2 separate regions of the Ovis aries genome follow, and region 1 is linked to region 2. A link is a contact called in public Hi-C data. All regions are on one chromosome and are shown on one strand. The core of a region is the stretch at or near the end of the contact, and the rest is flanking DNA. Distances in the headings are between cores, read along the strand shown. Region 1 has its middle 15 kb from the start of C16H5orf47. Region 2 overlaps LOC121816792 (a long non-coding RNA gene).

Region 1 (7,686 bases), core at 2,533-5,032, 340 kb before region 2:
TAACATTGAGTTTGTTGGGACAAAATGGATGCGAGGACCTCACCCCATGGGGAGCGGAGAGAGAAACTCTAGACTTGATAGTAGGGAAATTGAGCCTTTTCCCCTTCCCTTGCCACCTCAACACACTAACCCAATACAAACTCACACACACCCCTCAGCTCCTGGTTTTTGAGCCCAATCCCTAAGATTAATTGAATTGTCTATGTCCTCCATCTATCTCATCTTCCTTTCATATACCCTCTCCAAATCAAAATAACGCTTAATCAGAATTAGAGCCTGTTCAATGCTGCTAAGTGCCACTTGGTACTTGTTAAAGCAGGATCTCTGTGCCCTTTCGAACAAGCCAAGCATTTCAATGAGACTTCAGAGGACAAGGAGGGGACTGGGGTAAAGATCATCCTTTGTAATCGATACCCTCTTTCTGAAGCTTCTGTGTCTCCCGGTAGGATTAGGACAGGCCTTGCTTCCCTCTCCTTTCATGAAGGTTTTATCTTTGCTGCTGTGTGGCCCGAAGAAATGGGGTTAGCACCGCAGGGTAAATTGTGTCTCCTCCCAAAAGAGTGCAGCATGTGGGGTTTTGCCAAAGCCCAGGTCCTCGTCTGTCTTCCTCCCTCCCCACGTTTCCTCCCCTACACAGCCCTAACATGCCCACTCCGTCCCTTCTCCTGCCCTCATCCTAGCTCAAGCTGTTGCAGGAAAGAAAGTGGAGCCAGGGAGGATGGTCACACCCCAAGTCTGCAGCGAGTCCCTGGAATGGCCACTGAGCATGGGTTCTTGGCTTCGCACAGGAGAAAATTCAGGAGTGAGCCAGAGTAATGTGAAAGGTTTATTTAGGGCCCACAGAGTGGGGGCCATCTCAGAAGGTGAGAGGCGCCAGGGTATGGGGTTTTCATCTTTTATAGGGTGGGTAATTTCATAGGCTAAAGACTGGAGGATTATCCCAACTATTTTGGGGAAGGGATGGACTCTTTCAGGAACTGGGCCAGCGCCCACTATTTGGCCTTTTATGGTCAGCCTCGGGACTGTCAAGGCACCTGTGGGTGTGTCACTTAGCTTGCTAATATGTTACAAAGAGTATATTGAGGCTCAAGGTCTAGTGGAAGTCAGCTGTTTGCCCTCTTGCAGCAAGTTGGTGCTAACCAGTTTATGTAGTGTTCTTGATGGTTGTCATTCTTTTAAAGGTTGTGCCCTATCACTGTCCTGTCTCAAAGGCTCTGTCACCCACCAACATCATTCACAGACCCACTGCCATCCCTTCCTAAATGGCTCTTCTGCTCCCATGCTTCTTCCCCTACAATCTATTCTCCATGAAATTGCCAGTTCAGTTCAGTTCATTCGCTCAGTCGTGTCCAACTCTGCAACCCCATGAACTGCAGCACGCCAGGCCTCCCTGTCCATCACCAACTGCCGGAGTCCACCCAAACCCATGTCCATTGAGTCGGTGATGCCATCCAGCCAACTCATCCTCCGTCGTCCCCTTCTCCTCCTCCCCTCAATCTTTCCCAGGATCAGGGTCTTTTCAAATGAGTCAGCTCTTTGCATCAGGTGGCAAAAGGACTGGAGTTTCAGCTTCAACATCAGTCCTTCCAATGAATGCCCAGGACTGATCTCCTTTAGAATGGACTGGTTGGATCTCTTTGTAGTCCAAGGGACTCTCAAGAGTCTTCTCCAACACCACAGTTCAAAAGCATCAATTCTTCGGCGCTCAGCTTTCTTTATGGTCCAACTCTCACATCCATACATGACCACTGGAAAAGCCATAGCCTTGACTAGACACAGAGTGGTCACAAATTAGTTACTGTCCCTCTACTTCAGCTACTCTTCAGTGGCTCTCCATCTAATTTAAAGATAAAATCCAAAGTCTGTACCCTTGCTAGGAATGCCTTTCCTTATCTGGCCCGTTGGCATCTCTGAACTCATCTCCTGACCCTTTTTCTCTTGTCACTAAGCCCAGCTGCACTACTCTGCCTTAGATATATCAAACCCAGTATTGCCTCTGGACCTTCACATATGCTGTTTCCTTTGCCTATGTTTCCCTTAGATTTTGGCATGGTTTGTTTTTTCTTTCACTATTCACATCTCAGCTTAAATCTTACCTGTCAGAGATACCTTCTTTAATCTCCCAGTTCAAGAGCCCCATGCTCAGTCTCCATCATATTATCATTTTGTTTTTCTCATAACACTAACAGCACTATTTTTTTTCTGGTTTATGTACACGTCTGCTTGTGGATTGTCTGATTTCATCTTCTGAACTATAACTGCCAACAGACAGGGACTTTGCTGGCTTTGTCTCTCCAATATTTTTAGAGCCTAGAACAGGGCAAACACTTATATAAATGATTGAATGAATAAGAAAATTCCTTGATATGATTCTCCTTTGCAAATTGCCACCTTTGGTTAACAGAATGCAAGTTCAAAATTCAGGTTAGTGATTCTGTGAACAATAATAATCCCTTATCTTTGTAAGGCATTATCTCCTAAGATCCACCCAACAACTTCCAACACTAGGTGTGGGCATCACATTTCACTAGGGCTCAGATTGCTGAAATGAATCACCAAAATCACACAGACACACACACACAAACAGCTGAGGGCTCAAAATGTAGGTCTTTGTCTCTAGGATGTAAATGCCAAGAGGACAGAGATTTTGTGTCTTATCCCCAGGTGGCGCAGTGGTAAAGAATCCACCTGCCAATGCAGGAGACTCGGGTTCCATCTCTGGGTTGGGAAGATCCCCTGGAGGAGGGCATGGCAACCCCCTCCAGTATTCTTGCCTGGAGAATCCCATGGACAGAGGCGCCTGGCGGGCTGCAGCCCATGGGGTTGCAAGGATTCGGACACGACTGAGTGAGCACACACACACACATCCCCACATTACCCTTAGAACAAATAATATGAAAATAATTGTTGAAGAAATAAATGAATGAACAAACTCATGGCTAGCACTCTCTCTCTGAGGCTAAGGCAGATTCTGAGACACAGCAACTCCCCTCCTCTCACTGTTTCTGATCGGTCTGCTCCGGCATCAGAGGAGGCCAGGTCTTTCTCGTCCTCCACCCTCCCTTTCAGGTCCTGGGTGCCCCCACTTCCAACCCAGGAGCTGCACCCACAACCCAGTCAGACTCTCTTCACCCAGCACCCACATTCTCCCAGTCCTTGTGTCTCCCAGGTTTCTGCAGAGACTCGGTGTTGGCTTCTCCAGCATGTTCAGAGAAGCTTGTTAGAAATGTGGTCTCGGGCTCTCTCAGGGCAGAACTAAAACCCGTATTTGAACAATATCCCCAGTTGAACCTGGCACCCACTGGCATTTGAGGACTCTGAGCTGCCTTTATCAAGCATTCCCATCTCTATCCTGCTTGGGAAATACCTGAGCCTTGAGGCCCCACTGCAGCCCAGCCATCCTCTCAGTGGCAGTTTTGAGAGCTGGCCTTGGAAAGAGAACGGACGTCAGGATCCTGTGAGTCACCCACTTGGCAAACATTTAACAAGCACTTATGGTGTGCAAGGCACAGACAAGTCCTGAGGACGCAAATAGGATTCAGGCAGCACTTGTCTGCCTCGCCTAAAAAAGCAGGTACGCAAATTATATATTGAGATAATTAGACACTGTAATAAAGCGAGTCAGAAGGAGATCTGATAACAAACCAAGTGTGATGACGGTGAGTGCAGGAACAGAGGGCATTTAGAAAGAGTGATTCAGGAATTTATCTCAGAGGAGGTGATGTTTAATCTAAGCCCCAAAGGGTGAAGGAGGAACCAGTTCTGTTCTGAGCTGAGCTGAAGACAGGGAGAGGGTGGAGCAGGGCAGGCAGATAATTTCTTACTGGAGGTAAAAAGGAGTGGGAAGACCCTGCCCCATGAAAGGTGGCTTGCACTGGAGGGAAGAGGAGGCCTGCCTTGTGGCAGGAAGGTGCGATGGAGAAGGGTTAGGAGAGGAAGTTGGGGTGGGAGTGAGGCTAGATCTTTCAGGTCACCCACACCTGGGAAAATGTGCTGATTTTATTTCCAGGGCCTTGGGAAGCTGTTGGAGGGCTTTATCAAGGCTTGGCGAAGCCAGATTTCTGTGGTACTCCAGCTGCATCGGGCAGAGCACTCGGCTTTCACTAGATCCAGTCATTGTAGCTGAGGATCACTGTCCCCTCTGTACAGAGCTTGGGTGGGGTTGGGTATAATATCACAGAGGGGAATGGACTTCCCCAAGATAGTTACCGGCCACAATGTCAATATCTAGGACAATAACAGTCATGATAATAAGAGTCACTAATGTTTATAGTTTGTGGGTTTCTTTTTTTTTTTTTTTTCATGATTGCCTCATTTAATCCTCACTGCAGTCTAATAATGGAGACATTATTTGCCCCTTCCAATGGATGAGATGACCAATACTCAGAGGTTACCTAGTGTGGCTGAAATCACTCAGCCAGGTGCGGCAAAGGGACAGAAACCCTGGGCCGGGGGGAGGGATTCTCACCCCAGAGCCATACCCTTAACCCTACGGACCCCAAGAGGCCCTACTATCCCACACAGTGCCTGGGTCACAGTGCCTGAGATTTGCTATTCGTGAGGGCAAAAGGGAAATAACTGAAGAACTGAAAACCATATTTCCTCAAAGGCAGGATAATGGAGCGGCCAGCTGGGAGACAAAAGGCCTACTTTCTAGCTCCCACTCCTCTTTTCCTGCTTCTTTCCCTAAACTGAAAGATTCCAGAAAACAAGTCCCATCTCATGGCCCCTTGGAGTTTTGCTCACGTTGGTAGCATAGGCTCAGCGCCCCTGCTACACAGTATGGATTCCCCAACCCCCACCCAGTAGGAAGAAGAAAGCAGGAACTGGGCGATGCGGTGCTGGGCCTGGAGTCTCTGCTTTCTCCATCACCATGGCAACTCTGCCAGGCTAGATCCTGTGGAAATGTGAGAATAAGCAGGAGGTGGGAAGGCAGCATCAGAGGGTTCCCCCTGCTGCCAGTGACCCTGCCGCCCACTCCTGCCTCCCACCCAGCACAGGGACCTGCACTCTGCAACAGTGTAGATAGTCATTATTCAGTTCAGTTCAGTTCAGTTCAGTTCAGTCGCTTAGTCATGTCCGACTCTTTGAGATCCCATGAATCACAGCATGCTAGGCCTCCCTGTCCATCACCAACGCCCGGAGTTCACTCAGACTCACGTCCATCGAGTCAATGATGTCATCCAGCCATCTCATCCTCGGTCGTCCCCTTCTCCTCCTGCCCCCAATCCCTCCCAGCATCAGAGTCTTTTCCAATGAGTCAACTCTTCGCATGAGGTGGTCAAAGTACTGGAGCTTCAGCTTTAGCATCATTCCTTCCAAAGAAATCCCAGGGCTGATCTCCTTCAGAATGGACTGGTTGGATCTCCTTGCAGTCCAGGGGACTCTCAAGAGTCTTCTCCAACACCACAGTTCAAAAGCATCAATTCTTCAGCACTCAGCTTTCTTCACAGTCCAACTCTTACATCCATACATGACCACTGGAAAAACCATAGCCTTGACTAGACGGACCTTTGTTGGCAAAGTAATGTCTCTGCTTTTCAACATGCTATCTAGGTTGGTCATCACTTTTCTTCCAGGGAGCAAGCGTCTTTTAATTTCATGGCTGCAGTCACCATCTGCAGTGATTTTGGAGCCCAAAAAAATAAAGCCTGACACTGTTTCCCCATCTATTTCCCATGAAGTGATGGGACCAGATGCCATGATCTTCGTTTTCTGAATGTTGAGCTTTAAGCCAACTTTTCACTCTCCCCTTTTACTTTCATCATGAGGCTTTTTAGTTCCTCTTCACTTTCTGCCATAAAGGTGATGTCATCTGCATCTGAGGTTATTGATATTTCTCCCGACAATCTTGATTCCAGCTTGTGCTTCTTCCAGCCCAGCATTTTTCTGCATATATGTTAAATAAGCAGGGTGACAATATACAGCCTTGACATACTCCTTTTCCTATTTGGAACCAGTCTGTTGTTCCATGTCCACTTCTAACTGTTGCCTCCTGACCTGCATACAGGTTTCTCAAGAGGCAGGTCAGGTGGTCTGGTATTCCCATCTCTTGAAGAATTTTCCACAGTTTCTTGTGATCCACACAGTCAAAGGCTTTGGCATAGTCAATAAAGCAGAAATAGATGTTTTTCTGGAACTCTCTTGCTTTTTCAATGATCTAATGGATGTTGGCAATTTGATCTCTGGTTCCTCTGCCTTTTCTAAAACCAGCTTGACCATCTGGAAGTTCATGCGGGCGGCTGTGACGGCATACAGAGAGGGCAGCCGAGAGGAGCTACCCCACGTCTGAGGTCAGGGGCAGAAGCCGGGAGGACCCCATGCCAGAGGGACGGTGGCCGAGAGGAGTTACCCCATGTCCAAGGTCAGGGGCAATAGCCAAGAGTGCCAGGCTGTGATGGTGCAGGAGGAGCTATCCCCTGCCCGAGGCCAGGGGCTGTGGCCAGGAGGAGCAACCCCACGTCCAAGGAGCGGTGGCTGGGCGGGTACAGGAGGGCCTAGAGGAGCTATTCCATGTTCAAGGTCAGGAGGGGCGGTGGTGAGGAGATCCCCTCGTCCAAGGTAAGGAGCAGCAGCTGCGCTTTGCTGGAGCAGGCGTGAAGAGATACCCCACGTCCAAGTTAAGAGAAACCCAAGTAAGACGGTAGTCATTATTATGATGCTACTAATCAGACGTCATTATGTTGCTACTAATAACAGGTTAAATGCATTGAGTGCTTACTCTGTAATAACACAGCAGTAACTCTTATCAGAAACAGACATGTATAACCCCAACTTTTGATGGCGCTCCACTCTCCATATGTTTTAATAATTTAAAGAAGAAAATATAATGATATAAAACAAGTATGTGTGCACTCTTAGTCACTCAGTCGTGTCTGACTTTCTGTGACCCTCAGGGCTGTCGTCTGCCAGGCTCCTCTGTCTATGGGATTTTTCAGGCAAGAATACTGGAGTGGGTTGCTGTTTCCCTCTCCAGGACTGTGTGGATTGTGTTAGCTGCTCAGTCGTGTCCTTTTGCGACCCCACAGACTGTAGCCCACCAGGCTTCTCTGTCCATAGAATCCTCCAGGCAAGGATACTGGAGTGGATTGCCATTCCCTTCTTCAGAGGAACTCCCCAACCCAGGGATCAAACCCTAGTCTCCTGCCTCACAGGCAGATTCTTTACTGTTTGAGCTACAGGGAAGTCTCCTCCAGGGGATCTTCCCAACCCAGGGATTAAACCCAAGCCTCCTGTGTCTCCTGCATTGCAAGCGGATTCTTTACTCGCTGAGCCATCGAGGAAAACAAGTATAAGGAAAGCCAAACAAGATTCCAATTTCCCCCTTTTATGGGTGACTACACTACAAAATTGCCTCACCCTAGGAGAAAGAGAGATGAGAATTTCATCAGGAGTGTGGGAGGCTGAATCCTGGTTAGGGTGTGGTGTGTGTTGAGGGAGGTGCCATTGGCTTCTGGACACTACATTGCACTTGACAGCTGAATTCCACTGTCCTTCTCTTCTTGTCCTTTCCTTCCATTCCCTGTATGTGCCCCTTCACGTACCCACTTCCCCACCACCTTCTGCTGCCCCTTGTAGGGGGCTGTTGATCCTGTTTTAAGTAGGACACTTCAGGGCACTAAATTTGAGTCCCCATTTACATCCCTTCCAATTGCAGAATTTTGCTTTGGTCTTTGTTAGATTTGA
Region 2 (6,739 bases), core at 1,864-4,363:
GTATGGGTGATTTAAACTGAAAGCAAATTTATTAAAAGGATGCTGAGCAGCTCACAGATGAGACAGGAAGGGTGGAGAGCGAGGCTGAGAAGGTAGGCAGGAATAAAGGGAGGTCACACAGCCAGAATCACAGCTCAAACTCTTGCAACGAAACCAGCCCAGCAACGGCACCACTGCAGCTGCTGCAGACACACGGCCCGTGGCGCCACCGCCGGCGCTGCCTCTGCTGACCCTGGCCATGTGCCTGCACCCGGGCTGCGAGGGGAGCTGGGACAGCGTGCACTGGGCACCTCCACCTTCTGCTGCCCAACAAATCTCAGAGGGTGGAGGTTACCCCCACAATAGGAAGGGTACTGAAATGCCAAGTAACCAAGCAGATGGTACATATGCAGGTAAAGTCAGGTCAGGCCAGGTAACAACAACAAAAAAATCCTATATCTGAATGACTTTAAAACACCAAAGACTTATTTCTTGATCACTCTACAGCTCCATCAAGGGTCAGCTGAGGGCTCTGCTCTAGGTCACCCAGAGCCCAGGCTAACGGAGCATCCATCATCACTGCCAGAGAGAGCGATCTGGAGCAGTTATTACAGAGTTTAGTCCAAAAGTGACATCACTCTACTCCTGGCTCATTGGCTGGAACTAGTCACATGGCCCTGCCTGGGACCAGCATGTACAATACTGCCTTGGGCCTAGAAGGCAGACAGCTGAGAATACCTGGTGATGTCCACAGCCCACTAAATGGAACCTGCCAACCAGAGCCTTCCTCGGGAGGGAAGAGAAGAAAATGGCACTGGAATGAAGGCAGGAGACCTGGCTTTCATTTTAGGTTGACCCACTGGGACCTGTACATTTCTCTAGCACCCCTAAAAATGGAGGAAAACCCCACTTTGAAGTGTGATCCCAGGAAGCAGTCCACTCAAATATTAGCAGCAAGTGGCAGCAGCAAATGCTCAGCGCGCAGCCCACCAATGAAGTCCTGGACAGGCTAGGAGAAGCCAGCGCCAGGAGCTGACCCAGGCTCCTGGAGCTCAGGCAGGAAGCAACGCTGTCCTCCCCCACAGGCTCTTCAGCGGCTGCACTGTCTCCCCAGAAAGGCACTTCTCGGTAGCCCCAGGATCCCTCTGGAAATAAACCCTCTGTGAGCAACAAGAGCTGAGATTTCTGGTGTGTTCACAGGCCTCTTGGGCCCCACTCTGTTTCAGCTGCAGAGAGGTGCCTGCCAGACTGAGCCCCAGGAAAGCAGGGAGTGGGGCACTGTGAGCGGCATCTGCTGACTCCTGAGTGGCCTTGTGCCCCAGCCCTTCCTAAAGCTGCAGAGCTGACACTTCCAAAGGAGTGAGAGCAACTATTGGGACCATTGTGCCCCACAACCCACAGACTAAACATTTAAGCTTCTTCCAAGATCCAGTCCAGGAAAAAGCGCAGGTGGAACTTCTGAGACAAGTGGGTTTCCTTGATACAGCACAAACCACTATTTCCTCCCGATACCCACTTGCCACTTCTTCCTCAAGAATACGTACACCAATTTTTAACCAGGGGTTGTACCAGAGGTCCAGCTACACTTCCCAACCTGCTCCGCAGCGCTTAAGCAGCCCTCCTGGGTCAGAGCTTTCACAATGGCAGAGGAGCCTGGGAGGCTAAAGGTCAGGGAGCTGCCCTGTCAGTCTTCCTCCAGACTTTTCCATCAGACACACGAACTTCTGTTATTTTCTGGTTTATAATTACTATTGATAAAAGCAAAATTCAACTGCGAAAATCTATTGTAGAGGCAGAAAAGTAACTGTTAACCACTCTTGTCTTCGAAGGAGCATTGGGCTTGTTAAAAGTGTGACCTCATGTTCCGATGGCCTCTTTCATGGGCCTGGAACTGGGTTTGGAAGAGAGGGCTTGAGAGGCATCATCTGTGGGGCAGCCTGTCAGGCAGGAGTACTCGGCATTTCATAGGCAAACCACGAGGCAGGGAGTGAAGATGAGACGGAGTGGGTAAGGGCAGAGAGGAGGTGACGCGCTGGGACAGAGGCTGATGCGCCCATGGGGAGAAACAGCTGACCATGAATCCCTCGGGACATATAAAGTCGTCTAAGAACAAGCAGGTTGATAGTACAATTTGCAGTTTGTTTTTAATGTTGCTGAAATGTCAGTCTCCCCTCTGATACTCTCAGAACTTCAATCCATGTCAAGGAATCAAGGGGCTGCATTTCACAAGAAAATCCATAAACTAAAAGGAACACAGTAGAGGCTGGAGTTCTGATGCAGCAGTGATCATGGAGAAGTTGCAGAAATTGTGTCGCGGGGTCAGGCTTGGCCTTCTGCAGGGCCTAGGATAGTGGTGGTGGGCGGAGGGCGGGGTGGGCAGTGACAAGGAAGGAGTGAGCAGTCTGAGCCAGATCTCAAGGGGCAGGGACGCCCTAGCCAGCATCCACCACATGAGATACTTCTTGCCGCTTCCTCATCCGTCTCCCCGCCCCCAGTTCCACCAGGTCCAATCACACCCCATGTTGTCCCAGAGTAATCTTTGTCAATTTTGGATCTGGTACTCCTGTTCTATTTAAAGCCCACTGTTTCCACTCCAAGGTCAAATTTAATTCCTGAAATGGTAGCATTTGAGCTCCCAGCTTATTTCATCCACCTGATCGCCTGCTGGTCCCCACTCCACCCCAAATACGTGTTCTGCAACCCCACGGGACTGGCATCCCTCTACAGAATATATCCAATGCTCTTCAAGATCCTGGGCCTCTGCTCAAGCTGGAACCCTCTGCCTGGGTGGGGCTCTGATCCTCTCTCCTCTCTATGTACTCATCCAGGAAAGGTCCTTCAGCTGCAACAGACATGAACTCTGGCTGCTTTAATCAGTAAAGTTATGCAGCAAAGAACACGGGGTGGGGCTTCTCTGATGGCTCAGTGGTGAAGACTACGCCTGCCGATGCAGGAGACAAGGGGTTTCAATTCCTGATGCGGGAAGATCCCACACGCCGCAGGGCGACGGAGCCTGTGTGCCACAACTACGGAGCCTGTGCTCTAGAGCCCAGGGTCCGCGAGCACTGAAGCCCGGGTGCCTTGGAGCCTGTGCTCAGCATCAAGAGAAGCCAGGCAGTGAGAAGCTCACACACCACAGTAGAGAGCAGCCCCTGCTGGCCACAGCTAGAGAAAGTCCTGCACAACGAAGACTCAGCACAGCAACCCCCACCCCCCAAAATAGGAATACGAGTGGCTCCTGGAATCCCTGGGCGGGCCAGAGATCCAAGCCTGGAGACGACGTGGACAGGAGTCACCCCTAAAATCACAGCACTGGACATTCCACGGAGACGCCACCGCCCCAGTGCTGGCTCAGAACAGCATCAGGTGCCTCTGACACGGACTGCACAGATACTGGACACCCCTGTGGGACCCCCCACCACGGCCCTCTGAAGGCAGGACACCACCTCCCGGCATGGAACATGCTTTCTTCACCTGCCACCTGCTGCACCAAGTGCCACAGCGGCCTCTAATGGCTGGAGTGGAAACCATATGCTTAGGAAGCGGGGAAATCAAGTCTCTGGGCTGCCAGATAGAAGAGGTCTCCCCATCCTACAGAGACCCACAGGCAGGGATGGCCCAAATGAACGAACATGTTCAAAGGCACTTCCATAAAGAAGGGCAACACCCACCACATTCATGAGGACCCTGCTTGAACGCTACCTTCTGTGGGACGTCCCCACGGCTGCCTTGAGCAGTTACCTGCACCCCTCTGTACCCTTTGTAACCACTTCCATTCTCAGGAACCACTATTGATGACCTCCCTCAAGGTATGAACGTGCTTCTCTTTACAGACAAGAGATGCAAGAGCCAGAGGGGAGATGTCAAGGATATTTTCAAGGGCACCGTCAACCAAAGGTAATCACTTAGGTATAAGTGGCCAGCTGGGAACAAGGGTAAGAGTTGGGAGTAGAGGTTGAGGTGGGGATGACAAAGAGAAGCTAAAAAACCAACATGCCAAAAGATAATCACCCTTTTGGGCTTGTTGATGGGGGTCGGAATTTTCTACCCAAACAGGCAAACGTTCCTGATCCAAACCCATTGTCGGAATCTCTTAGGAAACTTGTTATAAATGCAAATTGCCATGACCCACCTCTTGGGAACGATTCTGTGGACTTGAGGGATGGCTGGGCATCTGTATTTGTAATGAGGTCCTCAGGGAATTTTGATGAACACCACAGTTGAAGAAAGACTAACCAAAGACATCTACAAAGGTATACGTAGTGAGCTAGGTGGATTTATAGTCATTCCTAGACATGATCTGAAGGGATGGGGCCCAGGAGAAGGAAGCTGATTCATTCACGCTTTTAGCCAATCATTTGTTAGTTTCAATGTTCAGTCATTTCACAATGATGGATTTAGTGGAGCAATGTGGTCAGATTTGTATCAGTCAGGATGGGCTAGATTATGCTGCAGTAAAAAAACAACTCCACAATCTCAGTGGCTCAAAACAACCAAGGTTTATTTTTCAATCTTGCTGGTCCATTAGGGGCCAACTGGAGCCCCTACTCCATGACCTCTCATTTGGGCCCAGGATGATAGATTAGCCACTGTCTCAAATTGTGCTAGTTATCATGGCAGGTGAAAGGAGAATTCTTGGAGGGTCTCATGTTAGTACTTAAATGTCGCAGCCTAGAAGGGACACGAATCCCTTCTGCTTACAGCTCACTGGCCAGAACCAGTTACGTGCCCCACAAGTAACCCTCGGGGTGTTGGTTCAGGACTGCTGCACCTCCATACGGACAGCAGGATGGGGCAGAGGCCCATCAGCAAGACAAAGCCTTCCCAGACACCCTCAGCTTCTGTCTCCTCGGCCAGAACGGACACCTACGGTCACCCTTGGCAACCCAAGGAATCTAGGGCAGACACTTTAACAGGGCACACGGAAGCCCCAGATAAAACGGGGTTCTGATGATAAGAAAGGGGATAGATACTGGGTAGGCAACTAGAAGCATATGACTCGACAGGGGAGTCACTGGAGGATGACAGATAGCACTGTCTCTGTGAAAACAGCAAACAGACAGAACGGATCCAGATGCCAACAGCAACGGCGTGGGCGGCCCCGCCATGAATCTGGCTTCCCTGAGTCCATCAGTTTAGGGACTGGCTAAGCGGTTCCCTATGTAATCCAAAGACTGAAACTAGCAAGTAATAAGTATAATTCTAAATACATATTGGGACTTCCCCGGAGACTCCACCCTCCTAACCACGGGGCCAAGGTTCAACTCCGGACCAGGGAACTAGATTCAACATGTTGAGACTAAAAGATCCCGTATGCTACAGTGACGACGTGGAGTGGCCAAATAAAAATAAATACTTAAAAAATAGTAATAATAAAATAAACACATATTAATCAAGATTTCTGCCCAATAACAGACTACAACTGAGTACACTAAGAAGTTGTATCAAGACCATATTATTAGCTATTAGCTATTGAGTGCCAACTATGTGTCAGGTTCTGCATACAAACTATCTGTTTCACAACAACAAATGGCAAGTATTATTACGCTCATTTTACAGATGAGCAAACTGAGGCTCAGACTGGTTCATGGATTCTTCAGGGTCACACACGTGATAAGAGAGGTTCCCAATCCAAACTCAATGCAGATTTCAAACTTCCCATTCTTTTCTTACATTATATCAGATTGCCTCTTTCACTAAGCATCCTTTGGTAATAATAATTTGAAAAGACAATGTGCTAAAAACATTTGAGCCGGACATGTTATCTAAGATGCATATTTGGAGGGAGAGACAGTGATAGTACTGATTGGTGCTGAGGACACCTGCTTATTAAAGCCTGAGTGTGTGTTTGGCTCCAGTCACTCATTAGAGATGCTGGAAAACATCACAAAGAAATAAACAAAAAGCAGCTGAGATCCTTTGGTGCAGATGTAGCCAATATACTACAGACAGGAAATTTCGAGAAACGCTGTATACTATCAATTAAAAAATGAACATCTGTATGGCCTAAGACTTCGTAAGGCTCTTTGGATGAAGATATGGAAGCAAGGAGAAAAAGGGCCACGCCATGAACATGAATGAGGACCAACAACCTGTCTAACCCAAGTGGGCGTTGTGTCTAAATGCAGCCCCGGACTCTGGAATGCTCCTGCAAGACTGGAAGGATACCGAGGCAACCCACAGATTTTCCTTTAACCTTGGGGCCTGCTCTCAGCTCCAGGCTCCTAGTCCAGTTCAGTCATTCATTATGGACAGCTCACTGGATTGCACCTGACCCCTCTGTAAACACAGCCAATATACTGATGATATTCTGCCATTTGGTGGAGGGCAGTATCAAAAATCTTGAATAGCCTGTTCCTATACTTAGAAGAGTTTTGCCAAAAGAACACACTGGTCATAGCAAACACCCTCTTCCAACAACACAATAGAAGACTCTACACATGGACATCACCAGATGGTCAATAACAAAATCAGACTGATTATATTCTTTGCAACCAAAGATGGAGAAGTTCTATACAGTCAGCAAAAACAAGACCCGGAGCTGACTGTGGCTCAGATCATGAACTCCTTATTGCAAAATTCAGACTTAAATTAAAGAAAGTGGGGAAACCACTAGACCATTCATGTATGACCTAAATCAAATTCCTTACGATTATATAGTGGAAGTGACAAATAGATTCAAGGGATTAGATCTGATAGACAGACTGCCTGAAGACCTATGGATGGAAGTTAATGACATTGTACAGGAGGCAGTGATCAA

What was found. A called contact is a pair of places that touch in the nucleus more often than the background predicts.
Region 1: a contact with region 2 is called in a Hi-C map of hypothalamus, with 4 times the contacts expected there. The contact joins two enhancer-like sites. A contact is called at or near these places in 16 of 16 Hi-C or Micro-C datasets (blood, hypothalamus, liver and 7 more).

What each region holds. Positions count from the first base shown.
Region 1 is chr16:5,848,282-5,855,967 of ARS-UI_Ramb_v3.0, reverse strand. No RefSeq gene overlaps it. Among named protein-coding and RNA genes, the nearest start is that of C16H5orf47, 15 kb to the left of the region's middle. Within about 2 kb of position 3,782, at least 9 of the 54 cell types and tissues checked have an H3K27ac peak or open chromatin away from gene starts, as enhancers often do. A contact at or near this core is called in hypothalamus, where this site is marked.
Region 2 is chr16:5,506,500-5,513,238 of ARS-UI_Ramb_v3.0, reverse strand. All of the region lies in intron 2 of LOC121816792 (a long non-coding RNA gene), which reads right to left. Among named protein-coding and RNA genes, the nearest start is that of BOD1, 9.0 kb to the right of the region's middle. Within about 2 kb of position 3,113, at least 17 of the 54 cell types and tissues checked have an H3K27ac peak or open chromatin away from gene starts, as enhancers often do. A contact at or near this core is called in hypothalamus, where this site is marked.